Linked DNA regions of Zea mays: all the other regions are linked to region 1. The links are chromatin contacts, called in public Hi-C maps. All regions are on one chromosome and are shown on one strand. Each heading gives the region's core, a stretch centred on a gene start, on an enhancer-like site or on the middle of the called end of the contact. The rest is flanking DNA. Distances are from core to core; before and after follow the strand shown. Region 1 holds the start of LOC103629467. Region 2 holds the start of LOC100279040. Region 3 holds the start of LOC100272328 (nodulin-like protein). Region 4 has its middle 19 kb from the start of LOC103629463.

The links. Hi-C and Micro-C count contacts between places; a contact is called where the count stands out from the background.
Region 2: a contact with region 1 is called in a Hi-C map of endosperm, with 4 times the contacts expected there. The contact joins the promoter of LOC100279040 here to the promoter of LOC103629467 in region 1. A contact is called at or near these places in 3 of 25 Hi-C or Micro-C datasets (ear, endosperm and leaf).
Region 3: a Hi-C map of bundle sheath shows a contact between it and region 1, with 2.9 times the contacts expected there. The contact joins the promoter of LOC100272328 here to the promoter of LOC103629467 in region 1. A contact is called at or near these places in 5 of 25 Hi-C or Micro-C datasets (bundle sheath, ear, leaf and 1 more).
Region 4: a Hi-C map of endosperm shows a contact between it and region 1, with 4 times the contacts expected there. The contact joins the enhancer-like site here to the promoter of LOC103629467 in region 1. A contact is called at or near these places in 3 of 25 Hi-C or Micro-C datasets (bundle sheath, ear and endosperm).

What each region holds. Positions count from the first base shown.
Region 1 is chr6:79,724,354-79,730,645 of Zm-B73-REFERENCE-NAM-5.0, forward strand. It overlaps LOC103629467, which reads right to left and starts at 4,486. Exons shown (of 3, transcript NM_001323509.1): 1 at 4,206-4,486; 2 at 4,029-4,118; 3 at 2,402-3,883. The coding sequence starts at 4,329. The coding sequence ends at 2,607.
Region 2 is chr6:79,955,018-79,961,090 of Zm-B73-REFERENCE-NAM-5.0, forward strand. LOC100279040 reads right to left here and starts at 3,451. Exons shown (of 4, transcript NM_001152103.1): 1 at 3,309-3,451; 2 at 3,172-3,233; 3 at 3,000-3,075; 4 at 2,468-2,855. The coding sequence starts at 3,375. The coding sequence ends at 2,710.
Region 3 is chr6:79,879,138-79,884,934 of Zm-B73-REFERENCE-NAM-5.0, forward strand. LOC100272328 (nodulin-like protein) reads right to left here and starts at 4,193. Exons shown (of 7, transcript NM_001146812.1): 1 at 3,866-4,193; 2 at 3,718-3,780; 3 at 3,491-3,607; 4 at 3,147-3,387; 5 at 2,536-2,694; 6 at 2,157-2,308; 7 at 1,825-2,076. The coding sequence starts at 4,068. The coding sequence ends at 1,935.
Region 4 is chr6:79,480,483-79,486,878 of Zm-B73-REFERENCE-NAM-5.0, forward strand. No RefSeq gene overlaps it. Among protein-coding and RNA genes, the nearest start is that of LOC103629463, 19 kb to the left of the region's middle. Within about 2 kb of position 2,224, at least 20 of the 20 cell types and tissues checked have an H3K27ac peak or open chromatin away from gene starts, as enhancers often do. A contact at or near this core is called in bundle sheath, ear and endosperm, where this site is marked.

The DNA.
Region 1 (6,292 bases), core at 3,236-5,735:
CGAGCCCTGGGTCGGGCGGAGCGGAGTTCGCCGTCTTCCGGGACTTAGCCCCAGTCCGAGCCCTGGGTCGGACGGAGCTTCCTATGGTGCCTTTGGCAGGGCCTGACTGCCTGTCAGTCTCACTCTGTCAAGTGGCACTGCAGTCGGAGTGGCGCAGGCGGCGCTGTCCTTCTGTCAGGCCGGTCAGTGGAGCGGCGAAGTGACGGCGGTCAGTGGAGCGGCGAAGTGACGGCGGTCACTTCGGCTCTGCCGGAGGGCGCGCGTCAGGACAAAGGTGTCAGGCTACCTTTGCATTAAATGGTCCTGCGACTTGGTCGGTCGGTGCGGCGATTTAGTCAGGGTTGCTTCTTAACGAAGGCAGGGCCTCGGGCGAGCCGGAGATATGTTCGCCGTCGGAGGGGGGGGTCGGGCGAGACGGAAATCCTCCGGGTTCGGCTGCCCTTGTCCGAGGCTAGGCTCGGGCGAGGCGTGATCGAGTCGCTCGAATGGACTGATCCCTGACTTAATCGCACCCATCAGGCCTTAGCAGCTTTATGCTGATGGGGGTTACCAGCTGAGAATTAGGAGTCTTGAGGGTACCCCTAATTATGGTCCCCGACACTATTTTAGTTCTAATTCCTTGTTAAATACATGCTCCACAAAATCACTCAACAAACAAAAATAAGTGCATGCCCTGGCATGATGCAACAATCAAAAACCTGTTTTTAGGGTTTTATTAATACACGACATCAAGTTAACCCTCTCTAGAGCTTTGAAATAGACAGGAGAAAGTGAAAAGGAATGAGAAAGGGAAGGTAACACTCGAATTTGATGGATGTTAGAGAGGAAATTTTACACTCCCAAGTTCAGGGTGTTACAAGTGTCCAGTATTCGCAGGCGTGTGTCATCGTAATTGGTGAAATTAGATGGGACCACGGTCCCATCGTCCTTTGTTGACTGCAGTGTCACATGGAGCAGATATCTGAATCGTCGCATTTAATGTGCACGTCTTCATGATTCCTAAGAATCTTTTTGCCGAGATCGAGCTCAAGGTTGTCCTTCGTCCGAGATGAGCTCGGACGAGACGGAAATTGCTTTCCATAAAGGTGGTCCTCGGGTGAGTCGAGGATTTTCCACGGGCGCAGCCTTCGCCCGAGGATGGTTTCGGGCGCAACGTAGTTTTGAGCGTCCGTTGAGCGGGAGCTCGAGCGAATCGTGATTCAACCCTTGGTGGCCTCGGGGAGCGCATTTTTTGGTTTGATTTCTTTGGAAAGCTCACGGGTATAATCCGAGTGTCCCTAATTATGATAGCCCACAAATATGATATATAAAAATTGTTGTCGATGAAAAGAGATAGAAAAAGGTTTTTATATAAATAACTCTCTAGCTAGTAATTTAGAAAGCGCTTTTAGTCAAGGCGGAGGAGCGCTTGAGTAGGTAGGTCTGGCCCTTAACATCAGCATCGTCAAAAAGAAACAAACAACTGTGGTCAGATTCTCTCGAGGTCGAGGGCTCCCTAGCCTGGCTGTCCGTTATTTCCCTGCGAGCGTTCGTCTTCGAGTCCGATCCGCCGACCTTAAAAACCGCCGGCGGTCTGCAGGTCTGCTCCTGCACGGGGCACGCCAGGGCCCATGGGGAAGGGAAGGGGTAGACCGTCGGAGCACCGACCAGCGTGAGGGTTACAGCTACAGCAGCTAGCGCCTGCCTGTCTAGTGTCTACTTACTGGTCAAAGCCGCGTCCTCGTCTTCGCCCCTGCCACACGCTGGCCATATGCATCACATCCGCCGCTGTGAACAAGTCGTCGGCAGATGAGTAGTTACTTCTCCACGAGTATGGTTTTGCTTCATGAGCTGAACACGTCAAGCCAACTACCGTACTCGTCTTGCTCTATAAGCTGTAGAGTCCGTCGTCGTCATTGTGCTCATCTCGTCAAAACTCTATGCCTGACCAGGCCACCGGATCTCGGTTCTCGGATCGGGTCTCTTTATTCACTAACGCTAATAATAATAATAAATATGCATGCGCTGCCTGCCTGAACACACTATATAGGGAGACGAGACAACACGGACCTTGTCAGACGATGAAGTAAATATTTAATTATCCAGCAGCTGGTAACAATTTGGCTCTGTTTGTTTCGGCATCGGATCATTAGGATCGGTTTCTGTCCGACAAATGTTTCGCTTATGAGAATTGTTTCCGTAAAAATCGTTTAAGAAATTAACAAAAATGCAGCATTCATCGAGTCGTCACGACACGAGTAAACCGCCAATTTGTATCCTAAACTAAGAAGAGTCCTTTATCTTCCTCCGTATTCAAGCCATGCGATATCTAGATTTTCGTAACAGCTAAATTGTCAAAAAAAAACCTAGCACAACGTGATTGTGTTTACATGGCAAGGGCAAAAGAGTACAACAAATTCTTTTTTTAAAAAAAAAGAAGATTAATGACCACATGATGATCTGTCATGTAATGACATCATTAAAACCTATCTACTGTAGCTATGTAGCATCTACCTACAGAACAAACCCACGGCCCATTCGAATTCAAGGTCCTTGCCAATTAATCTTAGCTTTGGACCACACCATCTGCACGACCGTGACCACTGACGCCAGCAAGCCAAGGATGATCAGTCGGTGCTCTGCCGTCCATGGGGCAGCAGCTTGAGCGCCTGGAGCAAGGTGTTCCTGAGCCTGCCCAGGTGCGGCCGGACGTCCTGCTTGTCCAGGTACACGGCCTTGAGCGCGTCCCACCCTTTCCTGTGGACGGCGGCGGGGTCCCTGATGACCGGGTCGTCCTCGCCGTACTCCTCGCTCAGCGTCGTCTCGCCCGCCCGCACCACGTACTCGAGGTAGTGCACCTGCATCCCGGCCGCGGGGTCCCGGAACATGCCGCGCGCCAGCCACTCCAGCCCGCCGTACGGCACCACCTGCACCAGCACGGCCCCCGCGGGGAGGAACACCATGTTGGTGAGCCCGTCGCCGTGCACGCCCACCATCACGTCCGCCGAGTTCACCAGCCGCGCGAACCGCGCCACGTCCGTGCTCGCCTCCGGGTCGCCCACGCGCACGTCGAACCCCAGGCTCGTCGCCATGTCCGCCATGGCGCGCTCGTTCAGCAGCCGCCGCGACTGCCGCCGCGAGATGATCAGCAGCCGCGGCCGCCGCCGGACGTCCCACCGGTCCCCGCTCGGCGCCGCCGCCGCGCGCTCCAGCCCCAGCGCGCGCCGCAGCATCGCGCGGAACTCCGGCATCGACACCCCCTCCTCCTCGCCACCGGGCGCCTTCGTCTCCGCGCCCACGCCCAGCTCCCGGTGGAACGTCGGCCCCACCACCACGCGCGGGTAGCACCGGACCTCGCCGTCGGCGTCCGCGTCCACCAGCTCGTGCCGGCTCAACTGCTGCAGTACCGGCATGTACTTGGCGGCCCACCACGGCTTGTGGCTGCTCACCAGCAGCTGCACGTCGCCGCCGTACCGCCGCGCCGTGATGAACGCTGGGATCAGCACGTCCGTGTAGTCGTGGAACAGGTTCCCCGTGAACCCCCCCGTGGACAGCACGAACGCCGTGGCCGAGCTGTTCACCGTGCACCGCGGCGCCTCGTCACCGTCGCTGCCGCCGACAAGCGGACGGAGCGTCCACTCCTTGACGTGGGACAGCGCGAACGCGTCGTGCTTCCGGCAGTAGGGCTTCACCTTCCACTCCCGGTCCAGCGCGCCCACGAGCACCGTCTGCGCGCGCCCCACCACGCGCACGTCGCCGGCCGCCTCGCAGGTGTCCGACCGCCGGCTCGACTCGTAGCACACCGGCCTGCGCGCCCTCTCGGCGTGGTCGTCGCCTACCGCAATGGCTGCGCCTGAAATATCGGAGTCGGTCGGCTTGGACCGAGTCTCCTCTTCCTCCTCCTCTGTCACAGACAGACGGCAAAAGTCAGCTGGAATGAATCCACCGGATCTGCATCTGCTTGCTATACAGCGGAATTCGCTGCACGAACGGGAAAGGATTCGCAGCAATCTAGATCTAGGATTGCGAGAGGAACTAGTCGGTATTACCAGCTGCAGCGTCATGGGCGGTGGCCATCTCGCCGCTCGCCTTCGCCATTGCCTGCTGCTCCTCTGCCTTGATGGTGTCCCCTGTTTTACCTGCGCATACCCAACTTCAGATAAAAGCGAACCAGTGAAGAAGAAGCTGGTTGGCAAACCAAAACGCCATGGCAACAACCAGCGTACCGATCGGGGAGAACTTGGCCCTGGCGAGGGAGAGCAGCAGGAGGGATCCGAGCATGAAGGCTATGAGTGCCACATTCCCCAGCCTCTTCCCCTCCGCCCTCGACAGGTTCCGGTTGGACTTCATGGCCTCCCTCTCACCCCTCCACTCGGAGTCGGATGCTCCTCGCTCGAGGTGAGAAATATATACGGCAATACGGTAGATGGATGGAGTATAATAGGCAATGCAAGCGGAGAAGGTGTGCGGCAGCACGCACTCGCACTAGGCACTAGCTTGGTTGTTGTTGTCGTGGTTGAACAGGCCAACAGGGCAGAGAGGAGTTGAAATGGTAGTGCGGTTGACCCGGCGACAGGCATGGCTCAATTCAACGCGCACGATTCTGAGAAGCGGGGCCAGCGCTCAGCGGGAGGGAGAAGAAGCAAAGCAGCGTGACAGAAGGGCAGATGACTTGTGGCTCCCTCCAAGAGCACATTGAAAGCGGCCGGAGCTGAGGTGAGGTGAGCAGAGCAGCTGGGGTCCAGGCTGTCGTCGTCATCGTCGTCGTCGTCCTTCCTTCGCCGTGTGCCTGCCCACGCACGCGTCCTTCTCTCGACGTCGACGGTAACTGCTGCTCGCACCGGCGCGCATGCAGTTCGGCGACCGTGTTGGGTTGCGGCCGTCCTACTCCGGATCCTATATCTTTTTTAAAAAAAATCTTTTGGTTTGTTTTCCATGATTTGCGTTGCCGGATTAGGGACTTTATTATTGCTTCAACGCAGAGGACGCGGTCAAAACCACCAAACACCAGCTGTGATGATAGTACGCGCTAGCATTAACAGTTACTAGCAAAGAAACAGCAAAAACACCAATAAAAATCCTATATTTGGATCCACTGATCTTAATAGCTAGATAGTCAACAGCACAAAATCTACCGACTATTTAGCTAGCTAATTGTTGGTATAGGATTGTTATTGCTAATAGGTGGTTGGATAGTTGTGTTTAGAGGTTAGCACTTACTATCACCGTTTTTTGTCAACTAATAATAAAACTAATTCTCATCACCTATTCTATTCACCTCCCCATGCTAATAGTTAGAGATGACAATGCGTAAATCCCTCGTCAGTCACTAGCATCCCATACCTATACTCACTAAAACATAAATCTTATTATAGTTATATAATTTTCTAAAAACAGTGGTTAGATGACTTAGAATAAAACTGAAATGACATATTATACTCCTAGTCGTTTTAGCTCTTTGTTTTTTTGTCTATATTCAAATGGATCATAATGAATCTAGATATATATATAAGACACATACATCAACTATTGTATGCATCCATTAATTATCTAAAGTGAATTTTAATTTGAGACTGAGGGAGTATATCATAACATTTTGAGCTAACTCTAGGCTTTAAACCGAACCAAAGATGTGCCAAACCATATTAGACCATGTCCACCAGTTCACCTATATGGTAACCCAAAATATTGTGTTGCACTATTTTGCATTGTATGCACACTTTGCAGAGTGGAGTTTGAATACGTGTATGGAGATGATTAAATTCCTAGAGATAGCCTTATACTATTCATCAGCAATATAGATGATTATAAATGTAAAATGGAGAAGAGTCGTGTTTGCAAAAAACGTGCACGTTGCATCCCGGTGTGGCACAAGTAAACGGATTATATGGTTTGGTTGGCAAGCCATGTCGTAAATTTCTACAAGAATGGTAGGCTAATAGGTGTCACATGACTACCCTTCCACCTCTCCTCGCCCCTCAGCTCGCCGCTGCCATTTCTGCCCCCGCCCAGTCCCCCGTCTCCGCAGCCCCCAAGCCAGCTGCCACTACTAGAGGTGAGCCACTACCGAATCTGTCGCGTAGAGTTATTGCGTCGGATTTGCTCCTCCCGTCCTTCGTTGGAGGTCGGGATTTCCAAGGTCCCTAGTGCTCTAGCCTCGCTGTTAATGGGATGGGACATCTGGGCGTGGTGGCGAAGGAGGATGATTTAGACCCGCTGCTCCTGGATTTGCTCTCGGCCCATGCCTTGCCCCTACACAGCTACTCCCCTTGGCTATGTCGCCCTCCCGTGCCAGCTCCTGCCGAGTGAACAT
Region 2 (6,073 bases), core at 2,201-4,700, 230 kb after region 1:
ATTTATCATCCTTTTGAAGCATAACATCCTATGGTGTAACAATGGCTACAAATCATGTTGGCAAGCCACCTCCCTTTGATGGGAAAAGTGACTATTAGAAGAAGAGTATGTGTCTCCATCTCAAGGAAATGAGTTAAAAGATATGGGGTGTTATGGAGGATGACTTTAGTGTGCTTAACATGAAAGACTCAAGACCAAGAGAAGAAAAGTTGCAATTGAATGATCAAGCTCTTAATGTGATATATGAGGCTCTCGATCCCAATGTATTTGAATCAATCAAGGATCTTGAGTTTGCATTCCATGTATGGATGGGACTTGAGGATTCATATGAGGGCACATTGGCAGTCAAAAAGACCAAGTTATAGATCTTTAAGGACAAGTACGCCAGATTTAAGATGTTGGAAGATGTGAGTGTGCCAGAAATGTTCCATGGGCTCAATGTTGTTATAAATGAGCTAACTTGGGGTACAAGGTTGATATGAGGATTTTTGTGTCTATCTTATGTTGTTATTAGTTATTTTCTATGATAGGGTGTGTGATGGGTTTGCCCTAGCACTGTTAAAGAAAAGTTTATAATAAAGTTTCTGGAAATGGATTATGTTAGACAAATTTTGCAAAAAGAGTAATGTTTGGAGAGTCTCTACATATGTTTATCCACAAGAAGGGGTGGGTTTTAGAGTGTAGAAAAGTAGGAAAGAATTTGCCACTTTTAGTAAGAGGGGTTCATGTGTGGTCCTTTGTCGCAACATAACTATAAGCAATAATCAGACCATGAGGAACCTTTGTGTCTGTTTGTTGGGTTCTTTTAGTTATTCTCTTTAACGAGGTGAGTGAAGAGTTTCACCCTACATTGTTATTAAAGAAAAGTTTGTATCGAAGTTTCTATGTAATAGGGAGAGAAATGTTACCAAAAAGAATAATGTTTGTAGTGTGGCTACATATGTTTACACATATGTGGGGGAGGGTTGCAAGGTGTGGGGAAGTTGGGAAGGTGTTTGTTGTCGGAGTAGGTGCATACATACCATACCATTTGTCGTAACATAACCATAAGTAGTAGTTAGTCTAGAGGCACCTTTTGTGCCTGTTTCATGTTCTTTTTGGTCATTTTCTTTTTCTTTGTTAATTCTTGAGGTGAGTGAAGGGTTCTTGCATTGTTAAATAAAAGTTCCTAAGAAAATTTCTAGAAATGGGTTACGTTATGAAGAAGAAACGTAAAAAAATAATCTTTGGAGCGAGGCTAGATATGTCTCCCACTTGTCGGGATGGGTGAGAGGTGTTGGGAAGCAGGGAAGGTATTTGTCGCTTGTTGTTGGGAAGGTGCATGTGTGGCCCTTTGTCGTAATATAACTATAAGCCAAATTAAAGTTGTTCATGAGGCACTTTTTGAGTCTGTTTCGTGTTCATTTTAGTTCATTTTGTTGTTTCCATCGTCTCATGATGGGAAGATTGATGGGTTTGCCTCTACGTCATTAAGGAAACGTTCCTATGGATATACATTATGTCATAAAGAAGAAACGTTACTAAAAAATATTAATGTTTTGAGGCGAGGCTACATACGACATTTCTACGCTTGCAGTTCAGGATGTGTTATAGAGAGTGTATCGAAGTAGGGAAGGTTTTTGTCGTTTGTTGTCGGGGCGGTCTAGGGTGGGTTATAGAGAGTGTACAGAAGGAGGGAAGGTTTTTGTCGCTTGTTGTCGGGGCGGTCTTCTAAGGTGGGTTATAGAGAGTGTACGGAAGGAGGGAAGGTTTTTGTCGCTTGTTGTCGGGGGTGGGTTCATATATGTCCTTTTGTTGTAAGTTCGTAACATAACAACATAACGGTAAGCAATAGATGTCCACACGAGGTATTTTTGTGTCTATTTCATGTTTTTCTTAATTATCTTCTGTGTCTTGTTACTTGATAAGGCGAGTGAAGGGTTTACCCTGAGTTAACAAAGTATTTGTTGTGCAAAAACTTTGGTCGGATGGAGTGTCGTTATTTTTATAGAAGTAGAGCAGTCGTTGAAAGAACGCTAGTTTTTTTTGGTCTGTTTGGTTCAGTTGTAGATTTTTAAAATGTCGATTTTAGTTTTGGCCTATCAGAAAGTTGTTGTGAGCTGATGGTTGTGGAAAGCTAAAATTTGTTTGGTTGAAACAACTGTCAACCGTAGAATCTGTAAGAGTAATGATACCTTGATAACATGGATAACAAGAATTTAGAAAATCTAGGGTAAGTGATTCTGAATTAAATTTAGAGGATTGTGTAAATTTTCATAGCGTTTGGTTGAGATTCCAGTTTTTCTGATTCAGAAAGATGAACCAAACACTTTGTTAGGTCGAGTTGATGTGGAACATGTTGGATGCGCTCGTTTCCAGTCATATAGCACAATAATGCTACATCGACCACACTGATCTGAAGAGGGAAAGGCCTTTTGCTGCCACCATGTTCTTTTTGCGTTCATATATATAGCACAAAGTCGTATGCTTAAACAGGAGGATGATATTATTATATGATAATGGAAGGTAGATACAGTAAACTGGAGCAGAGCACTAAGCCATTACAGTTTCTCCGAGCACATGCATGCACGGATCGCCGGTGCCTACTACTAGCTAGTACACTATATATATGCTAGCAGTAGTTGATATGATCTTGGACGACATGAATCGGCGGCCGCTGACGAACTAGTGCGTCCAGCTAGCTAGGGCGGTAGTTTGATGGTCTCTCGCTCAAGGCCTGAAGAACCCTGGGTGCGGACGGCCGGTGCCCTGGAAGGAGGTGTCCTTGAGGTGCTCCGGCGCGTTCTCGTACGAGTGCTGCCTCGCCAGCGAGAGGATCTTCTTGTCCGCCGCGATGAAGTACGCCATGCCAGCAACTGCACGACGACCCAGTTTTCGTGGAGCAAATTAAAGCAGGCATTCCGCCATTAGTTACACACAGAAAGACATGTGAAGGCATCTTGGTAGTAATAGCTAGCTAGGTCGTCGTAGAGGGATCAGGGAGAGATTCAGAGATCGACCTGTGGAGACGATGAGGGCCTGGCCAGCGGGGTTGATGTTGGCCTTGGCCCATGGCAGCATCCTGACGCTAACCAGCTGAAACAACAACAGGGGAGATCGATCGAATCACATACAGGCGACGAGGATTATTAGAGCGAGGTTTACATGCTGAGACAGATGAAGAACACTGACGGTGGGAACTGCAGAGGCGACGGTCGCGACAGCTGCTGCCTTGAACCCTGCGAGGGCGGCCTCTGCAGCAGGAAGACATGATTAATTATGTGCTCAAGCAAGCATCAGTAAACGGATCGATTGATCTGTATGTATACCTCGCGAGCATTGCTTGGCGAGCTCAAGGTTCTGGTCGAGGGACGCGGAGTTCACGGTGGACGGCATGGTGATCCGAATCCGATCCCTGGAGAGAGCTAGCTTTGTCGCTCTCAGTAGTGCGGATGGAGGAAGAAGATGAGATGCGGGAGACGCTGGCGGAGGGCTCTGCATTTATAGGAGGCGGCAGGGTCCGGCAAACTATCGGCGGGCACGGGAGCCCGTGGGCGCGCCGCCGCCGCGGCGGACGTGGTTTTGGGGCCCAGACGAAACGCGCGTCAGGATGGCCGGATCGCGGCCTGGGAAGGACGCTGGGCGTGAGCTGAGACCGGACGGGCGGCAGGGTTCGCGCGCGGTTCACGTCCCGCGCGCTGCACGCTTTCCTTCGCGCATGCATGCTGTTTGTTTGCATGCTCTGTCTCACACGAACACGAGATTGGTGCTGGGTTACCATTGGGACGGACGTGGTTTTGATTGGGAAAAGGGGAGGGGGTGATGGCGTGATGCTTCTGGGTTCGACCGGCATCTGTGTGCTACTGCTATAGTATCAGAAAAGATAAGCGACATGATCTGTGGGATGTGATAGATGTTACGATGCACGGAACGCCAGCGAGTTGATACTATCACATCCACATAAGCAAGTGAGGTTCGAACAAGCATAATACAGATATTATTACGAAAAAAAAATACAAAAATAAAACCGGACCGTATCATGTCTAGCTCGCCGCCATGCCATGTTTGGCACTGCTTAAAACTGTATCGTGCCACGGGTCATCCAACATGCCCAACCTGTTTTTGACATCTATATACATATAGGACATATTTATAGGTGTAAAATGTTATGGATATTATCCATCGGTGTTCTAATTCGATCCGTCTAAGGGGTATTTAAATGCACTAGAACTTATAATTAGTTGAATTAGCTAGCTAACAGATAACTACCTAACTATTAACTAATTTTCCAAAAATAACTAATAGCTGAACTATTAGATAGGGTGTTTGGATGTTTCAACTAATTTTAGCCACTAACTATTAGTTTTAGTGCATTCAAACACCCCCTAAAATAACTAAGATCCAATTTAATCTGAGTCTAGCTGGGTATTCAATATCCGATCTATATACGTATCCGTATATTCAAAGTTATATATTTAAGATGTCGATATACATTCAAAATCTTGTTCGGCACAACTCGATAATATCCGTATCCGAAGAGAAAAAAATATGAAAATAAACACAAAACAAGTAATATTCGTCCATCCGATTACATTCTAGGCGTAATGTAAAAAGTAAGTGCATGCAAATAAACGCCGTCGAATTATCATCCGCTGTAACTGAACTCATTGAACTGTATAAACAAATTAAACGTGATGAGCAGACTCAAATAATGGAAACGTAAAAAAACATACCCTCCGTTCTAATTTATAATTTATTTAACTTTTTTATCCCAAGTTTGATCGGCTCATCTTATTTTTTTTAAATAATTATTATTAATTTTTGCTACGATATTGTTTATCATATAATATATTTTAAATATGACTTTGAATTTTCCATTTTTTCTAAAAAAAGTTGAATAGGAAGCCAACTTAGACGTGTCAAAAAAAAGTCAAACAAATTATAATTTGAAACTAAGAGAGTATTATGTTTCTCCTGTTCCTTAATAGTAAAGAAACGTGCACTCTTTTTCTGCTGACAACCATTCTTCATATGACATGCACTAATGTCAAGTGATTACTGCTAAAAATATCTTTTCTGCACAAAAGATGAGATAATCCTAGAGCTTCCATGTGATGTGGAGGACTTGATTTTTACATGTAAATTTTCTATATATGTTTTGGATTTTTAGATGCATAAATTACCCTTGATCCGTCAAGGCTGCTATAGCGGTAAGTATTGCCAGCAGGGCATATATATGTTGCAGAAATAGCTTTTACAATAATGGAAAAAAAACTCTGTTATATGATTGATCACTAATAGCGACTTAACAAAGTCCCCAGATTCTGTTAGACACAAGCTAAAAATAAGACGACCCTTTGCCGTTTCATGTTAATTGTATATCACCCATTGTTTTCATTCACGACTTTGTGTCACACCATGATTTAAGCATAAATTTAGATATATCTTAAATATGTGCTACGATCAAGTCACACACATATGATGACTCATAGTACAGAAATCAATGTCACATCTCTATTATATAATAGGATTCCGTATATAAATAGCTAAGTAAAATACATCATATGAGGACAATGATTCTCTGCAAGTACTATAGTTGAGTGGTAGTTGAGTGGGAGATGACGATTTAAAACTCTCCGAACTCATCATAGCATCATTCATACACCTTATCTTACGGTACCTGTTCTTAACCTGGTGTGGTTATAGTAAGGATAAGCTCACATATGTTCATCGCTCAGCAAGTGTGGAGAATAATATGCATGAGATCACTCACCACTATCGGAATTCGGCTCTTTGTCGAGTGTTTTTTTTTTCGGGCACTCGACAAATAAGCTCTTTGCCGAGTGCCAAACAAAAAACCCTCGGTAAAAAAAAACACTCGGCAAAAAACCCTTTGTGGAGTGTTTTATATTTGACACTCGGCAAAGAGTTTCTTTGCCGATTGTTTTTTATGACACTCGGCAAAGAGTCTTTGCCGAGTGTTTTATTTTTGACACTCGGTGTTTATTTTGGACACTAGGCAAAGACAATTTAAAAATCATATTTTAAAAACAGTAAATTAATTCAAATGAAAAAGTTTTCAACTACAAATTTG
Region 3 (5,797 bases), core at 2,943-5,442, 150 kb after region 1:
TTTTGATTCCTATCGGGGTTTTAGGTTTGAAGCTTTTTTGGACAATAATGTTAGGGTATTTTGGTTACACCAGTTGAGGCTGAGCTTGGTGTCCTCCAACATATCCTGCAAACTTTGAGTCGCTGCTCGGGGCTTAAGTTTAACCTTAATAAGACATAAATTTTCCGATTCGTTGTCATGCAGGTGTGACTGAGTCTTTGCCCATGTGGTTCCTGGCGAAGTTGGCATCATTCCTGGGTAGATATCTTGGGCTCCCCTGCATTTGAGAAACCTTGGAAAAATTGATGTGCAATCATTGTTAGACAAGGTGCGGGCCAGGCTTTCGGGATGGAAAGGGAAGCTGTTATATAAGGCTGGACAATTGACTTTGGTTAAAACAGTGCTACCAGCTCGGCCGATTTACCAATTGGTTGTGTTCCTAGAACAGAGGTCGATTTTTAAGAAAATTGACAAAAATCATCGCAGTTTCTTATGGAAGGGAGAGGAACCATAAAATATTTATGGTGGGCATTGCCTTGTCAGGTGGTCGTCGCGTTAGTGAAGCGCCCTTTGAACCTAGGTGGTAAGTATGAGAATCGTTGATCTGGAGCGTTTTGCAAGAGCTTTACGGCTTCGTTGGCTTTGGTTTGAATGGAAAAAATCAAGAAAGAGCTTGGGTCTGTTTGGACATACCCTGTAGCAAGGTTGATCGGGATCTCTTTCATGTATCTACAATGTACAGTGGTGACAGTGGGCAATGGGGCTAAAGCTTCTTTTTGGCGTTTGTGTTGGATCGATGGCACGTCAGCACGGTTGATAGCTCCCACACTTTTTGCCAAGTCCTTATGGAAGAATATTTCAGTTCTAAAAGCCACTACAAAAAAACAGATGGATCACCCATGGCATCTCCCACATTTCAGCGGTTGTTGGGGCCAAGGAAATTAGAGTACGTGGCTCTCTGGGAAGCTCTACGCGAGGTGCAAATAAATCCAGGGGTTGAGTACGACATATACTGACGCTAGACCAATGATGGCTATTTGCCCCAGTCCATTGGAGCTTATGCCAAGAGCAATCTACTACCAACTTGGAAGGCAAAAGTGGAGCCAAAATGTCGTTTCTTCGCGTGGACTCTACTACATAATAAGATCTTAACAACTAAAAATTTCCAGAAAAGATGTTGGAGTACGACATATACGGGTTGGTTTGTTGGGCTTGCGTGGCTTCGGCGACGGGAAGGTGTTGGGCCTTTGGTCGGCCGCGTAGCAGTAAGTCAACGCTTGTTGGGCTGAGCTCAATAAGAACGGAAAACATCGGCATTTGAGAATTTCCTGAAATTTTAAAATTTCTTATTTGCATCAAGCTAGGACAGAGACGTCCCCTGGCGTCCTCTCCCGTCCCTCCAAAATTGAGGGACAACTGGGGACAACATTCGGATAGTTATGTCCTAACCTTTGGCTCTGAACCAAACAACCTTATTCGAGAGATCGTCCTATCCCGTCCCGTTCTGTCATTGCAACCAAACACATCCTAAGAGAGCTACAGTGTCATCGCATCGGGATGGTTGCTCTAAAAGAACCAATAGACAAAATCGAAAGTGGCCCTCGGCCAACAAGGTTGCACAGGCGACATCATCTATTGGCCTGTCCAACTGACGATACAAGGAATATATAAGCTGTTTGGTTTGAGGAATGATCTAGTCCATCGTCTTCTCACTCCTCACTTTTTTGTTTGGTTTGTGGAATGGATTGAGTTGATCCATCATCACCCCATTTCTTATAGTTATTTAGTTAGTACTAATATGAGGCATAAGGTCATCCCACCAAATTTGAGTAATGGACTCATGATGCACCACCACATTTTGGATGAAGTGATTTCTCAAACCAAACACCCCCATATTTCTTGTTGGGGCAGCTACAGCCGGCCGAGAACCGTACAGTACAGTGAGTGGTCTCGCTTCAATCTTCACGCTGGAGGAGATTCTGCTGCGCGGGGCTTCTTTCAGGAAGGACTAGGAGATCGCCGCTGCTTTTGGTCTCCTTGCTCTTCGCCCACAGTACACAGTACAGACCCGCGACTATGATCACCGCACCTATGACTCTATAAATCATTCAACAAAAAAAAGTTCAAAAATTTAATGAGTCACAAACTAACTTGATGGTGTGGTGTGTGTTTCTTACCCTCCAATGTAGAGTGTGTCGCCAAGGAAGATGGCGGCCATGATGGCGACCATGACGGTTTGCAGTGGCTGGAAGACGGAAACGAAGTGAGGCCCTCCTTTGTTTATGCACCAGATCATGAGATACCAGGCGATTCCAAGCACCACAACGCCCTTCATTAGCACAAGCAAGACGTTAACGTACGTATATTCACTTGCAAAAAAAATTGCCCCCAAGAAATATGATCAGACACGCATGTTTAAGAAAAACATGTACGTAGCCACAGACTTCTATTTAGACAGTAAATAAGATATCTTAGCAAAAAGGTCTTGAATAATAATCGCACACAGTTAGCGAGGCAGGCAACGCATGATGAGCTTATAAGGAAAAAGAGAATTACAGCATACAGGATGGTGAAAAGCTCGCCTCCTGAGCTGATCTTCCACCTCTCAACGTCGCTCTCGAAAAACGGCGCGACGACAGCGAGCTGGACGAAACCCAACGCCAGAGTGATGGTGAAAGACGACAGCTTAGCTGGGTATTTCTTCAGAACCGGGACCTGCGGATGGTTATTACCAAGAGTCAGGCTGTGCATGTGTAGCCGTAAGAGTAGGAGACGTTTGACACAGCTCCAACAGCTCCGATTCCAACGAGAATCACTCCTGCAGAGTTAAACGGTAAAAATCTGAACTGCTTCATAGTGGGAGTACATGTGAGTGAAGTGAACATAGTCTATATTTTAAACTATAAAGTGGAAGAAAAAAAACCTGTTTCTACATCCCACTTTCTAATCTATCAGAAATCACTTCACAACCTATTTAGCAAACAGTTTTCGTCAAATAAATTCACTTCAGCTAAAGAATCATTTGGAATCACTCTAACTCTTAGAGCTAGAGAATCATTCAGAATCACTCTAACTCTTGAAGCTAGAGAATTATAAAGTGAAGCTCAGCCAAATGAACTCTAAAAACAACAAGTTAAATACAGGGCAAATTAAAACAACAGACCGACCTGCAGAACCATCCACGCAGACAAGCAAATGCAGTTCGCGAACATGATGAGGCATCCTGCGACCCATCCTCCGAGCGTGTGGGTGCCTTCCAGCGTGTGCGTGGTGCCCTCTGCATGAGCTGTTTCTGTCAATAATGGCGTCCCTTTGTAGAGGGTTATGACGGTTGCCCCCGCTATGGTGACCACCGTGCCTAGCATCTTTGCCAGCCCGTATCTGCTCCTCACATTTACCTGTTCGATTCTGTTTCAACCAACCAAGTGTTAGTTAAAGATTTGTCGGATTATAAATATAATCTAGGAAGATTATATATAATCCCAAACAAACGTCCTCCCCTTGCTACGACCTCAAACTAGCGGCCATGACGAAGGTGATCGCAGGGACTGAGTTCTGGATGACAGAGACGTAGGTTGGTGACAGGTAGTACAGGCCGAGGATGTAGAGCCCCTGTGTGAAGGTTACCCTGCACGCGGATTAGGGTTACTTATTAGAAACTGATGCACTGCTGTGCTGACTTAAAAATAAGGGATGCATGGCCATGGATACAGATGATGCTGTATACATACACCTTACCCGACTGCAGCCAGCAAGAAGAAGTCCATCAGCAAGCGTAGCGTGAAGGGCGGCCTATCTTTCCTGTGAAGGGGCATATACATACATAATCAGAAGGGAATACTAACTACGACCTGTGCAGAGTTCATCACATGCATAGACCACTCACTTGTCGAGGAAGTAGGCGACGGGGGCGACCACGAGCAGGGCTGCGGCGTTCCGGTAGACGAGGAACGCCATCTTGCTGACGCCCATGTCGAGCGCCGCCCTCGACACGACGTGGAAGCCCGCGACGAGCAGCTCCAGCACCAGCACCGCCGCCACCAGCTTCGCCTTCGTCGCCAGGGCACGGCCGGCCTCCTCCGTCGCCATGGATCTTTTTTTTTCCCTCTCTTCTTTCCAGACCAACAACAAAACTATCCCCACTATATCTACGACCTGATGCAGGACCGGACGAGATAGCTAGCCAGAGGCCAGAGCACTCTCGTTAATGATTGTTGTGTGTGTGTGGACTGGAATGGAAGGCGGCCAGCAGATTAGATGCATATGACGCTGTCACTGCTGCACGTCTCCGTTTTTTTTTTCTGTCGTTACTGCACGTACAACAAAAACCTACCAAATGTCGTTGAAAGCCATATTCGGATAACGTGGCGATGCAAGCACCTTCGGTTTGGCACATTTTTTATATCCTCCCGGTGCACATATTAAAATCTGCGCTTTCCCAGTCAGTTTACGTGATGCTTTTGATTGCGGAAATGCATGTGTGATGGGATGGGAGTAGACCAGGAACGTTTGCAGCGGGCCGGGAGATGACTGCTGCGGTTCGATCGGTTCCTCTATCCTTTCCTTCTTGTCGACGGTCATGGTTGTGGCTTATGGTATTTGTTGGGGCGAAGGCTATCACGCTACCTTTTGCTCGATACCTTCGTCTGCTCATCATTTCGACGAAGGCTACATCCACCAAACACGTCCGATCAAGCCGAAGACATTGATTGGCGGTCCCCTTCGTCCTCTCTGTTGCAAGACGAAGTCTCTGTCGAAGTCTACGAGTCTCCCACTTCGTCACCGCCCTGGGAGGCCCACACGGGATTCGGCCCAAGGTAACGGGCCCCGCGAGGATAAGCGCATTACAGACTGCGTTTGTAATAGCCTTTACTGTAATGACTGTCTGTAACCTCCCCTCGTGGGAATATTCTGGGGATAAGCCATGTACTCGAGGGCATATAAACGTCTTTGACAAGGGACGGGCGGCCACTCGAGTGCCTATAAATACCCCCATACAGTGCCCTCACAGGGGTAGATTAACAAAGCTCTTGCCATCCCACGACAAACTTTGCAAATACTCTTTCCGCTTTCCTGTTGGATCAACTTGCCCGGTAGAGCAAGTTCCAACATTTGGCGCCCACCGTTCGTGCTACGAAAAACAACCAGCGATGGCCCCAAGCGAGCTAGTTCGAAGGCAGCCCCGTCCATCGACGAAGCAGCGAAGGCAGCGCTACTGGCGGAGAAAAAAGGCAAGGCCCTCGCAGACAACACCCCCCAAGAGGCCTTCGAAGATGAAGCTGTCAGCAAAAGACAGCGCCGAGACCATCCCATCCCTGAAGGCACCCTACACACCTGCAGCTCCGGAGGCGTACCGCAAGCACCACCACCAGGCTTCGCTCCACCAAAGGGCAAAGACGCAATAGAGGACGGCGAAGTCATCGGCATCTCACCTGAAGACCAGCTAAAGTTGCGGGCCCTGCGCATCAAGAACCTGAAAGGGAAATGTGCCCTTGGACAATTTCTAGTATTTTGGTGATTAGATGCCCAACACATTAATTGAGTATTTATGTGCAAAATGGGTGAAGAGTGCAAATCAAAGTGTAAGGTATGTTTCTAGACTTAGTGTATTATTTTGTATACTAATGTGTTTGTCTAAGTGCTAGAAACAGTGACAAAAGAAGGAGAACATAAATGGAAGCTCAGCCTGACACACCGGACTTTCCGGTGGTGCACCAGACAGTGTCCGGTGCACCAGGCTGGCCGACGGTGAACCGGCTGCTCTCGGGAAAACAACAGAGGCGTATGGCTATAATTCACTGGACTGTCCAGTGAGCCA
Region 4 (6,396 bases), core at 974-3,473, 250 kb before region 1:
GTTTCAGAAAACTCGCTAAAGTTCTAGGAAGCGCAATGCAGGGATCCCCCTTCTGACCGCCATTGCAGCAAAATCAGCCTGAGAACCTCCCTACACCGACCACTCCCCTACTGCCCTTGCCCCTTTTGGGTAAGGTAGTCCTCCGCTAGCTTTCCTAATTAGTCAGCCAAGGGCGTCCCATACCACCCTTGTGGTAGCACTGTTTTCCTGGGTGGTCGCTCCATGTTCCAATTAACAATATGATCTTATCATGAATAATAATTAAACAACTAAATAATTGGAGCATGATCATAATAAAACATTAGTTTCCCAAAACCAAGTAGAGCAATAGCAAAACTACCAATAGTGCTTCTGTTTGCAAGGTAAGAGATAAACATTGCTATGGAGACCTATTGGGTCCCATCAAAATTAACCTGAGCATGTTACAGTGATTAATAGCGAACATTATTAGGTAAAAAGGAGTGATCAAGAGCACAACTTGCTTGAGACTCAAGATTCCAGGTACCTGGATGATCTTCAGATCTCGTGACCTCACCGCTTTTCATAGCAATACAAACAAACATGGTATAGGCAAAATTAACATCACACCAAACATGAGAACAAATAGCGTAAGAATAGTCTACGCAATGCTATGAGGTCATGGGTTCGAGAACCACTAAGATCGGAGTTACGGTCAAGGAGTTATGATTTATGGAAGATCCATGTGATTTAAATATTAAACTATATTATAAATTGATTACTTTATATCATATGAGATAATATTCTATAAATAATTAACTCAACTTTAACCTACGTTATTAATTGATTAAAGATTATCTTTTAGTCAAATTATAACTATAAGATCAGAGTACTATATTAATATTAGAAAAGGTAATCCAATAAACATAGATTAATAAAATTAGTTACCTAATTATAAAAAGTATGTGATATCATATAATTAATGTTGCTACTGTGTAGTAGATATTTCTATGAGGCTAACACAATTTGAACGGGGCAAAACGAAATTAAAACGGAAAATATATGAGTTTCCTAAGGTTCTAGATTCATTTCCACACTAAATTCATTTTCTAGAGTTTTATTAAGTAAATATAAATTCCCTGGGTCGTGGATTATATTTCGTAAAATATCAGGGTCGAGTTTATAAGATTTTGGACTAAGTTGCGATGATCTTTCCTCTTACGTGGATGGCGGATTGATTTACAGGTTCCCGATGGGCTCTTTAGTGAAAATGCCACCACGAACGGGGTATCGGTTGATCTAAGCTATCTGATCTATAATCAATGGTCCAGAATAGATCCTAACCCCCGGGAACCGTTACCAAATCTTGCCCATCCACTACACGATCAACGACCTGGATTTAACTTATCCACGATCGGATGATGAGGTATGGGAGCATAGGAGCAGTTAGATTGCAAACGTGCGGTCCAGATTAGGATCCCATCCGAAACGGTACGCAGCACGCAATCTCGGCCGCCCAATCTAGATCAACGGCCACGGACACAACTTCAATCCTCCCGATAGCCAGGGATGGTGGAGCAGAGGTCCATGACGGCGCTCTCGTCGGTGTGACGCGATTGGGCGACCCGGAGCCCGATTGAAGGCGCAACTAAATGCTCAATGACCTAGAGTATGCAATGAACCGAATGAATTGGGTTTTACCCTAAACAGCGACGACTGAGATGCCGCCCACGGCGATCTGTGGCCCACTGGGGAGGAGGGAGATCTTGAGCAATCCCGGCGACTCCGAGCGCACACTGACCACGGTGAAGCTTCGAACACCTTCCACGCCACACTGCGAAGCTCCTAGTACCGCACTCGAGATTGGAGCTCCGATGCGGACCCGATTTCCCCACGGCGGCCCATGCTCACCGACCTGATGGTAAACTCGACGACGATTTGGTTCGGGGGGTAGGCAGGTCTAGTTGAGGGGATAGGGACGTCGTAGGGGCCTGGCTTTATGGCTGAGGCATGGAGGTCGGTTGGGGCAGCTGGTGCGACAGGGGGAAGATCTCCGCTGCGCGGATTCTGTGGTCAGTTGCGACGGTGAGGATCACGCGTTCTATTGAAGGAAGATCTGACAAGCAGACCCACACCCACATGTAAATGATGTGCAATCCGGCCGGAGATCCAACGGCTGACAACGCGCGCCACCGAGTCCGACGATCTCGGTTGAGCACGCGACCTAGAGACCGGGGCCCACAATGTCAGCGGAAAGGAGACGACTCCCTCGCGCGTGTGTGGCAGGAGCATGATTCCAACAGCTGGGTCCCACACCGTCAGTGTCACACGCGCGAAATGGGCCGAGGAGAGCAGTTGGGCCGATGGGGAGAAAACGACCTAGCACGGGTCTATTCTTTTTTTACTTTCTTTTCTATTTTCGATTTCCTTTCATATTTTTAATTTCTAGGTTTCAAATTCAATTCAAATAGAGTTCAAGCTTTAAGTCAGTTTAAGTGCACAATCAAAACCCTAGCATGAAATGTAATAATATTTTATTATTTATTTTATTATTTTCAATAATACTAATGCTTACTTCATGAGAGAGATAAGAAAATAATTCACTCATATCAATATTTGAAAATCTTTATGTTCATTAATTGATTTTCAATTTTAACTACAACGTCTAACTTTAACAATTCCAAATATAATATTGCCATTTACTTATTTCGAGAAATAATTTCAAAGCTAATAAATCCTTATTAACGACATTTATTTAGACTTTTTAAAAAAAATCTTCTTAATAAATCCAAAATAAGATTTTGGGTGTTACAAAAGTCGTTCCTAAGGGGATGCCGAGCTTAGCTCCAAAGCCGTTCACAAGGGAATGTAGAGCTGAAGTACCACCTAAGTAAAAGGTAAAGAGACTCCAAAGTCGTTTCTAAGGGGATGCAGAGTCTAGGCATGTGTTCGTGCGAGTTTTTTACTTTCGGCATACATTTGCACACTGAAAGTCGCCTAGAGGGGGTGAATAGGCAAAACCTGATATTTACAAACTTAAACTCACACTAAAGGTTGGGGTTAGCATTAGAATTAAATTCAAGTCAAAAGAATGTTTCTCTTGCTAAGAGTTGCTCAAAGAATGCGGATGACGTATGGGAGCCAACTCAAATCAAAACTAGCAAGGAAACATTAGAGAGGGAAAACAAATCAAACAAGAATCAAAGCAAGTGAACACGATGATTTGTTTTACCGAGGATCGGTTCCAAAGAACCTAGTCCCCGTTGAGGAGGTCACAAAGACCGGGTCTATTTCACCCCTTTCCCTCTCTCAAACGGTCACTTAGACCGAGTGAGCATTTTCCTTAATCTCACGGGTCACTTAGACCCCGCAAGGACCACCACACACTTAGGTGTCTCTTGCTTTGATTACAAGTCTCTTGAGAATAAGAAGGGAAAAAGAAGAGGCCAATCCAAGCGACAAGAGCAACAAAAGAACACAAGTGATCATCTCACAAGCCCTAATGCACTAGAGTTGATTTTGGGGACTTTGAGTGGATTGGTTGCTTTGATTGCGTCTTGGAGTGTTGGGCTTTCGCTCTGGCAATGAATGAAGATTTCAGAAGGCTTGGATGGGAGTGAATGAGGTGGTTGGGGGTATTTATAGCCTCCCAACCACTTATAGTCGTTGGCTGATTTCTGCTGGCGATGGGCGCACCGGACAGTCCGGTGCGTCACCGAACAGTCATTGTACACTGTCCGGTGCCCGCCACGTTAATGCAACCCTTAGGGTTCAGAGCAGTTGACCGTTGGGGCGCCTTGTCTTCTAGCTGCACCGAACAGTCCGATGCCCTCTGACTTCTGCGCTCTGATTTCTGTCGCGGCACTGTTGCACACTGTTGCTTTTGCAGAGAGTCGTTGGCGCGCAGGGAGTCGTTGCTCCGCTGGCTCACCGAACAGTCCGGTGAATTATAGCGGAGGCTGCCCTGGGATTTCCCGAGAGTGGCTGGTTCGGAGGGCACTTGGCAGGCGTATCGGACAGTGTCCGGTGCACCATCTTCCAACACACTCTAAGTCTTGCTCCATTTTTAATTGTGTCCCTAACTTGATTTCTTTCTTGGTTTGTGTTGAACCTTATGCACCTGTAATAGATGAATTCTAGACAAACTAGTTAGTCCACGTGTTTGTGTTGGTCGTCAACCACCAAAATTAATTATAGGAAATGGTTAACCCTATTTCCCTTTCAATCTCTGCCTTTTTGGTGATTGATGCCAACACAAACCAAAGCAAATGAAGAGTGTATAAATATAACTAGCTTGCTATTGAGATGATTGTGCATAGGTTACTTAGAATTAAACCAATGAAAGATTTAGACATATGACTAAGAGTGAATGGATTGCTTTTCTTTTTATTTAACATTTTGGACCATATTTGCACCACTTGTTTATTTTTGCAAATAGTCAAAGTTATAGGAATAAGATTGCAAGAAGCATTTTAGGATTTGAAATTCCTCCCCCCATTTCAAATGCTTTTCCTTTGACTAAATAAAAGTTCCCCCTGAATGAAATTCTCCTCTTAGCTTTCAAGAGGGTTTTGAAATAGATACCAATTTGAAATTTTACTCTCATATATCAATTGAAAATTAGATACCAATTGAAAACATACTAATTGAAAATTTCATATCTTTTAATGGTGGTGCGGTCCTTTTGCTTTGGGCTTAATATTTTCTCCCTCTTTGGCATTAAGCGCCAAAAATGGAGAACGTGAGAGCCCTTTTTCATTTTTCTCCCAAATGGTAAAATAAATATGAATGAAGTGTCATACCAATGAGAGTGACATGAGTAACGGCAAAGGATAAGTGATACCGTCAGAGTTGGAGTGGAAGCCTTGTCTTTGCCGAATACTCTATTTCCCTTTCAATTTAAGACTAATCATAGAGATATACTTGAAAGCACATTAGTCTTAGCCTTGGCACAAGAAGAATAAGAAATATGCATTTGTACCAAATGAAAGAGACATGATCAAAAGTATATACATGAGCTATGTGTGCAATGTTGTGAGACCTAAAATTGGTAGAAAAATAAATAAATACATATATTATAAAATAATAAAATAAGGAAAAATCTCTAAATATTTTTTTAATAATTAAAAATGTCTATTAATGAAAGTTATATATTTGGAACTATTTTCCTTTAGATAAATAAATGTTAAATATAAAAAAAGTTTGGCTATGCATTTGAATTATTTTCTTAAATAATTATTATGGTAAAACATCTTACATGAATTATTCGTACTAAGTTATATGTATTGTTTGAAATATTTGTTTAAATGGATAAATTAATAAATTAAAAAATGTTTTGCATTCATGTTGAGTTTTTGTTTGTTGCAATTTATTCTTGAAATAGAAATTTTAACTTATCTCTAAATTGAACTTGAATTTTAAATTTTAAATAAAAAGTAGAAATTAGGAAAGAAAATGGTAGTGGTAGAGTATAGAAGTCCTTGCATAATCATAAAGGCGTTTTTATTGTAAGCCTCTTAACTACGCTGTAAAATTTCAAATTAGTAGTGGATAAGTTATGATATATCCTAAGGATGGCTCACCCTCCAAACACTATAAACCTTTATCTAAAGGTTGACACCCTCACTTAAAAGCTATCTCCATCTATAGATAGCCACTGCCACCGTGTTTCATGAATAGTTTTTTTATTTATAAATCTCTCAATAAACATTTATTCCCATCTACAAACAGAATATATAGTCGAAGTACGTGCATATTAATAGTAATACTTAGATATAATAATATGTAATATAATATTGAATATTTTATTTATAAAATATTACTTTTATGTTGGTTAGGGTGACGTGATGGTCTTGAAATTTGCTAACCAATCAAAGCATGCATGAGAACCTTGATTCATCTACTATTAAAATATTGGCTGCATGCAAAACGATCCCAAATCCCGCTTGTATAGCTGACCCAAACTTGGATAATGATCATACTTCAACACCGAGGATCCAAATGCAAACATATATCCATGCGCATATACAACCCCTTATCCGGCCAGCGCATGCATGCAACAATGAAGAGACGGTCCTTATCCTTTCTGGCCTATAAAAAAGAGAGGTCGCGCACGCAGTCGCTAAGACTCTAGCCGTAGCCACCCTAGCTAATAGCCGTACGTTACCAGAGATGCTGAGAGCAAGGAGCAGCGTGCAGCCGCCAACCGCGAGGATCGCAGCCGAGGGGTCGGCAATTTCTCGCCGATGACTCGGCACCGCCGCAGATCCATTATTGCCCGTCGTGGCCCATGGCACCGACACCTCCATTACAAGGAAGAGCTCCTCCATGTGATTCCCCTCGGTCCCTACACCGCGTTGCACCTATTGGGTATGTATTTTGATGCGGGGGCGTCAATTTGCTCATCGTCAGTGAGGGAGCGTCGCCGCCTCGCTACGG